Regions from separate parts of the Mus musculus genome. Here region 2 is linked to region 1. A link is a contact called in public HiChIP or PLAC-seq data. All regions are on one chromosome and are shown on one strand. The core of a region is the stretch at or near the end of the contact, and the rest is flanking DNA. Distances in the headings are between cores, read along the strand shown. Region 1 holds the start of Acsf2 (acyl-CoA synthetase family member 2). Region 2 holds the start of Slc35b1 (solute carrier family 35, member B1).

Region 1 (3,507 bases), core at 416-2,915:
ACAGACTCCCTGTGTAGCTGAAGATGACTTTGAGTTCCTGATTCTCCTACCTTTATTGCCCTGGCTGGAATCATGCAGGTCTATGAGTCCATTTCTGAGTCAGAGAAACAAGGGGAAGGCGATAAAGGCTTCCCCAGGCTAGCCCATAGGACAGGCAGAATGGCTTATCTTCCCTTCCCCCCAAGACTCACTCAGAGACTAGTCAGGAAGAGAAAGGGTCCCGGGGACCAGAATGTACCCTTCACTTTGCCAGGACAATTATTTATCTAGAAGGAATCAACGATTTGTCCAGGGTCATCCACCAAGCCTTCAAGGCAGGGCTTGGCTCCTGAACTTGGGATACCAGTCAGCACCCTTCACTCCCTGGGCCTGGCTGTCTGAAACCACTGTATACATTTGATTTGGAGGGCATCATGCCGTTTCAAGCCCAGCTTTTCAAAGTCTCTCCTCTTGACTTGTTCTCCAACGGAACACAGATTCTTTCCAAAAAGCTGTCAGAGGGAGAGGGAGAGGGAGAGAAAGAGAGAGATATCTGGTCACTCTGGAGATCAGAGAAGGAGTAGCTGTATTAGTCATGACCCCAGCTGAACCAGATCAAGGCAAAGGTTCACCAGGCTAACCTCCACCCTCCGCCAACTGTTCCTCTGCCTGGCTTTCTTCATTCCAAGTCAGGAGAAGGGAAGCCACCCGGCCGGGGGCCTTTCTTCTCTTCTTTCCCAGATCGTTCAGGACAACGAGGAGCTAGAAAGTGGAGGACTAGTGTACTCATCTTTGGACACCCAGCGCACAGCCTGAGCACTCACCTCTTGTAGATCTTGTCACCCATCCTCCTTGGATGACGTTAGAATACATTCCTAAGGGCACAGCTAGAGGGTTGAGTCACAAAGTCAGGGTCCTTTGGAGCCTAGGGGAGCAGCTGAGGAAATTGTGTTTAAGGCTTCAGGCTAGAGCAGAAAGAGGGAAGGTAGGATACAACAGACGCGTCCCTGATGCCACCTAATCTTGTCTACCTGGTACTCTTCTCAGAGTCGTGGGGAGGATGCAAGGTCGAAGTAAAGCTGACTCTTAGCCTCTGGCCAGACTAGCACCTTGGTCCCCGGAGGTCTCCGAATACAGAGGGGTTTACCCATCAGAGCGGTAGGTCCCAACTACCTTTCCTCTCCCCAGAGGCCCTCTGCTCCAGTTGGCAGGCCTCAGGGGCACTCGGGGCAGATTCCTTTGGCCTGTAGCTCAGCACCCAGGAAGTCCCCACGTGACCCAAGCCCTACTGGGCACGTGGGACCAACCAGTCCAGGCATTGTCATCTGGCTCTATATAGACTGTTGATTGTTTTCCCGTTTATGAAACTCTTAGGCCCTCCAAAGTTAGAGTGATGATTGCAGGAAGGCCCTGTATTGTGCTGCAGAGCCGGTCTTGGGAGCCCCGGGAGGGGGAGGGGGGACAAGGGCGGGACTTCGAGGGCGGGCTTGAAGGGCTGCAGTTCCCACGCAAAGGTGGCCAGGACCGAGTCGCCACTTCCCGGCCTCTCCTCGCCCCGCCCCGCCCCGCCCCGCGGGGACCCAGTCCTCCTCACCCCATAGGCAGAGCGACCCTCCCGCCTCCCCGTCCGCTTCTTAATTACCCTCGCCTCGTTCACTTTCAAAGTTTACTCCCGGCCCGGACCCGCGGCGGAAGCGAGCCATGGCTGTCTATCACGGGATGCTGCGCTTCGGGAGGCTGTGTATCGCGAGCCTGGGGGCGCGGGGCCCCCGGACGCTGCTCTCTCGCCCTCGGCCGAACTCGAAGTTGCAGAGTGTCCGCGCTCTCAGGTACCCCGAGCAGCATTCCGAAAAGAGAGGGGGCTGGGCAGTCCCGAGAAGGGAACTTGGGAGTTCTGCAGTGCTTGGCAGGGGCTGACCCCACTCTGGGTAGCCCTCACACACACTACCCTACCACCTAGGCAAAGGGAAAAGCCAGGCCTGCCCGGGATCTGGGGCTGCTGCTCATAGCCACAGGAGTCCCAGGCTGAGTTCAAATTCTAGTTCAGAATTCTGTATGCGTCCCATGTGGTACACAGAGCCAGGAGTGGAGGCTTTTTAACAGTACACCCGAGGAATAGAGCTGAATACTGCTAGGGCATTCTCTCAGCTGTATTAACTCCCGTGAAAAATGTGGGGACCGTTTGGGGGTCCACAGGGCACTGAGTATAACAGATCTTTCCTTCCTTTGTTTTCTTTTCCTTCCTTCTTTTCCTCCACCACCTCCTCTACTTTTTGGAGCAGGGTTCTCTCTGTAGCTGTGGTTGTCCTGAAACTCGCTCTGTACACCAGGCTAGCCTTGAAATCACAGAGATCTGCCTGACTCTGCCTTCTGAGTGCAGAGACTAAAGACCTGTACCACCACTGCCCGGCTTCCTTCCTCCTTTCAGTCATTACCACTTCTGGGCCCATTTTTTCATCTGTCTTCAGTGCAAGATCTGGGAAAGGGGTTGGCAGGAGAGAGTTGGCTGAATAAATCTAATATGACCAGACACGGAGGGGACTGCAGGAGCTTGCTGGGGAAAGGCCAAGCTGGGAGAGTTGGCTGTGCAACAAGGTGAATGGTGGTATCCTCTGCGTCCAGTAGGTATGCACATCGCCTATCCTGCTCTACCGCACGGAAGGGCAAACTACTAAGCCTGTTGTCCGTATTATTGTGCAGGCTGTGGTCTTGGAAAGGAATAGTGGAGGCACGGCAGAAAGAGGAATATGTCTCAGAAAACACTACTAAGTTTAAAAGACACTACTAAGGCCGATGAGAGTAGTGGTGTGTACCTTTAAGGCAGAGCCAGGGTTTCTGAGTTCAAGGCCAGCTTGGCCTATGAAGTAAATTCCAGGACAGTTGGGGCTAAACAGATAAACCCTGTGCACCCAATCAAAAGACAGCCCCCCTGAGAAGAAGTTGGACGGACAAGTTGGAAGATGTCTTTTTGGCTGGAACTCTCAGGTTCTGAGAGCTAAGTGCCTTCTGAGAATTAAGAAACAAACTGGTGTGTGTGTGTGTGTGTGTGTGTGTGTGTGTGTGTGTGTGTGTGTATGTATGTATGTATGTGAATTAGCACTCTAACACTGATGTTAGTACATGTTCAGCTCCTGTGAAGTGCTTTAACATCCCTCTGCCTTCTTTCCTGAGGAGACCTAGGGGCTCATGGCTCCATGCACATGTGATTTTTGTTTTTGTTTTTCCTTCCTTCCTTCCTTCCTTCCTTCCTTCCTTCCTTCCTTTCTTTCTTTCTTTCCTTCTTTCTTTCTTTTCTTTCTTTCTTTTGGGGGAGGTTTTTTCGAGACAGAGTTTCTCTGTGTAGCCCTGGCTGTCCTGGAACTCACTCTGTAGACCAGGCTGGCCTTGAACTCAGAAATCCACCTTCCTCTGCCTCCCAAGTGCTGGGATTAAAGGCGTGCGCCACCACGCCCGGCTGTTTGTTTTTTAATATGAGTACACTGCAGCTGTCTTCAGACACACACCAAAAGAGTGCATCGGATCCCATTA
Region 2 (3,507 bases), core at 501-3,000, 780 kb before region 1:
AGTTGACAAACTGCAGGGCTGAGTTGCTGGAGACCATGGCACCCACATAGGAGACAGAACAGGCAGCATAGAGCCAGGTCCGAGTGCGATCCACCCTGGCAGTGTCAAAAAACTGGATCACTGGGAGAAGACAAAAAATAAAACAAAAACAAACAAAACATACAAGAGAAACCCGGTGGGGCAAGGATGGACCACTAAGCAAAAAGTTGAGGCCATAGGAAAGGAACTTGCCTGTCAAGTAAGACCGCTATTTCTATCCTCTTAAGCTGGGAAATCTCTGAAAATTATTCATCGTCCCAGTTCCCCTTAAGCCTAACACAACCACATGCTGAGTGGAGGGAGAGATTCACTGAGTTCAAGAAAGGATGGCTTAACTCTACTGACAGGAACAAAGACATGTTTGAAGCTGACACACAAAGCGAAGTCAAAGGGATAAAGGGGAAAATGTTCTAAGGGCTTTCAATGGGGATTTGGAATATAGACGGCCCAGTCGTCTCCAACTAAAAAGTTGGTATAATTTAGAGGCCTAATATTTTAATCTCATTTCACAGCCATTGGTTTTACAGTCTGTAGAGAAGCTGTTTAAATACTCAAGGGTGTGGAGGTAGGGAAAACTTTGATTTTTAAAGATGAATCCACGTCTATGCCCAGAATATGGGAGGAAGGAGAGTGAGCCCAACAAATTACTATGAGGTACTCACAGATCTTGGCAAACATAGCATTGATCACACACTGGATGAAAACCAAAGTTAAGGCAAAGGTGAATGTCTCCTGTTTGGGTCCTTCTCCATACTTCCCTCTTGTGCTAAGACGAAACACATAAAAAAGCAATTAGTGTGTGCTACTCGGTGGCATCAAGTATGTTCAGATCCACTGAGAGCTTTGGAAGTATCATGCTTTTGTGGGTGTAGTTAGAGTTAGGAAGGATTACTGAGCTCATTTACCCAAAGGAGACGATTTGATTTAAGCCTAAAAACTAAGTCTAAACAGTAGACGCCAACCTACTGCTACCATAGCCTAAGGAAAAAATATCCGTAAAGGACACAGGTAGGAGAAAAAAAAAAAGTCAAGACAGCTGAACAAAAGTATCCCCCGTAGGAGAAAAAAAAAAAAAAAAGGCAAGACCCAGAGCAAGAAGATTAACGGTCTGCAAACACCTCGGGGCTTTCTAAAAATAAAATAAAATAAGACCTGGCTCAGGTCACGGAGCACTCTTGGAATCAACAAAAGTAAAAATATCTAAAGGGAAAAAAAAAATCGCGTTCTAAAACTCCAGAGGCCGGCCCTGAAATTTTAGAATTACAAGGATGCTCAGCTAGCAATGTATAATAGCAGGGTGCAAAAAAAGGTCAGAGGGCCGAGCCGGAGAAGAGAAAACCCTGTACCAGACACAGGAAGCCTGAAGACTAGACCGTAAAATGGATGGTGGAGACTGAATTCCGGCCCTGGCTGGGGGATGCTAGGAGTCCTGCCCCCTCAAGGGTCTGCTCACATCTTCTCCTGCAGGATCCCATAGTAGAAATAGCAGACAAAGACACCCAAGAAGCAGAGCGGCAGGCGCAGCCGATCAGGCACCAGGGATCTACTAGCGGCCATGAGACGCACGGACGAGTCGGCCGAAGATCCGTTCAGAGCAGGTAGCGGTACCGGCGGCGAAGGCGAAAGCTCCAGGCGGACATCGCCGGCCGGCGGCAGGGACCTCATAGGAGCTGCGTGCGACCGCCGGCTCGTAGGCCGGAGCAGCTACCTCCAGATATGCCAGCTCAGAGCTTCCGAGAGGGAAATGCCTCCTGCCCCGGCAGGAGCGTTCTAGGAAAGAAGGAAGGCTTTAAGATCTTGGCTCCATTCCTGGTGGCCAGGAAAGCCAGCCATATCGAGGTTATTGTCTCCTCTTTTAGGTTTTTCCGATCAGGCAACGCCGAGGACATCTACAAGCTGGAGCTCGGTGGGGAGGCCTAGGCGATTACGCGGCGTATAGTGATGACGTATAAGTATGTGGATGTTATCAATTGGCTCCGCAGAGCGAAAATAGACAGATGGGCGGAGAAAGAGGCGGTGAGGCCAGAAGAGAATTAAAGGCTTTTTTTTTTTTTTGCAGTTGGCTGTCAGGCCTCGGCTGGGTCCTAACGCCAAGAACGCTTCATAGAGCCGTAGCGCCCTCTAGCCGCTGCCCAACGTTAGCGACTCCAACCCTGTCTACCCTGTGTTCAAGACCTGGCTAAGAAGTCCAGGTCCTCTTCTTTGGGCAGGGAGCCACCGGGCAGGCTCTGTGATAGGTCAGGGCTCTTATCACTTAGAGGCAGCACATCACGTGTTGCTTAAATTCCGAGCTACAGTTTTCTCGCTCTGCAAACGAGGGGTAATTAGTAATAACCACCCTGTCACTCATTGAACGGTGTGAGGATTAAATGAGCTAAGGTTTACCAAAGTGTTTTATAAACTGTTAAGTGTGCTGTGCAAGTTTGGAGTATTAGTCATCATATTTTCTCAACTCTAATCGTATTTCCTCACCTCTTCGAGGTGAAAAATTCAATTTATTGAAATGCCTTTTAAAAAACAACAAAAGACATAATCACATGTAGCGCAGGCTGTCCTCGAATCTGCTATGTAGAATAATGTTGAATTTACAATCCTTTTCTCTTTACCTCCCTTCCGAGTGTTTTTTTTTTTTTTTTTTTTTTTTTGGTTTTTCGAGACAGGTTTCTCTGTGTAGCCCTGGCTGTCCTGGAACTCACTCTGTAGACCTGGCTGACCTCGAACTCAGAAATCTGCCTGCCTCAGCCTCCCAAGTGCTGGGATTAAAGGAGTGCGCCACCACTGCCTGGCTCCCTTCCAACTTCTTAAGTAAATTTTCTTCAAGACCTTCCAACTCTCCAATGAAGCAACACACACACACACACACACACACCACACCACACCACACCACACCACACCTCTTCCTATTTTTGGTCTCATCCATGGACTTCTCCCTGATTTAACAGTTGGGTCTTCACCTGCTTTGCTAGAATTGCAAAAGCAAGACTTAACACCAGGTCACCAAGTCCCCTACCTAATAACAGTCCCAATTGTCAAGCAGTTGTGGGTCTTGGGTTGCTTTCCTCTAAGCAGGCTTGCTCCTTTGGCACGTCCTCAGGCAAAGGAAGGAAAGGCAGGCAGCACCACACCCATCACTGGGGACCTGACTCACTAAGGCTTTGGGGACAAGCCAGACATCTTTCAAGGCTAGGAGGACTAAGAGAAAATAGGGTCTGTCCCTTTCCTGGTGTCTCCTTCTGGGAGTCACTATACGTTTACTTTCTTGGCCTTTGGTTTATTCTAGTGAATCAGCAGACAGACACTTCCAGGGAACCAAACAGTGAGTCTGGATTCCACTTCTGCCTTTTATTTTCCAACTGGGACCTCAAACAATTCACTTGACCTGGGTTGAGTTTCCCCATGTGTTTTTTATTTTTTTCCAAGACAGGATTTCACTGGCTGTCCTGGAACTCTCTGTAGACAGGCTGGCCT

Evidence for each region. HiChIP or PLAC-seq counts read pairs in DNA pulled down with a chosen protein or histone mark.
Region 2: a contact with region 1 is called in an H3K4me3 HiChIP or PLAC-seq map of bone marrow-derived macrophages, with 4 times the contacts expected there. The contact joins the promoter of Slc35b1 here to the promoter of Acsf2 in region 1.

Annotation. Positions count from the first base shown.
Region 1 is chr11:94,599,944-94,603,450 of GRCm38.p6, reverse strand. Acsf2 (acyl-CoA synthetase family member 2) reads left to right here and starts at 1,665. Exons shown (of 16, transcript NM_153807.2): 1 at 1,665-1,808. The coding sequence starts at 1,681.
Region 2 is chr11:95,383,099-95,386,605 of GRCm38.p6, reverse strand. Slc35b1 (solute carrier family 35, member B1) reads right to left here and starts at 1,750. Exons shown (of 9, transcript NM_016752.3): 1 at 1,493-1,750; 2 at 702-805; 3 at 1-120. The coding sequence starts at 1,596.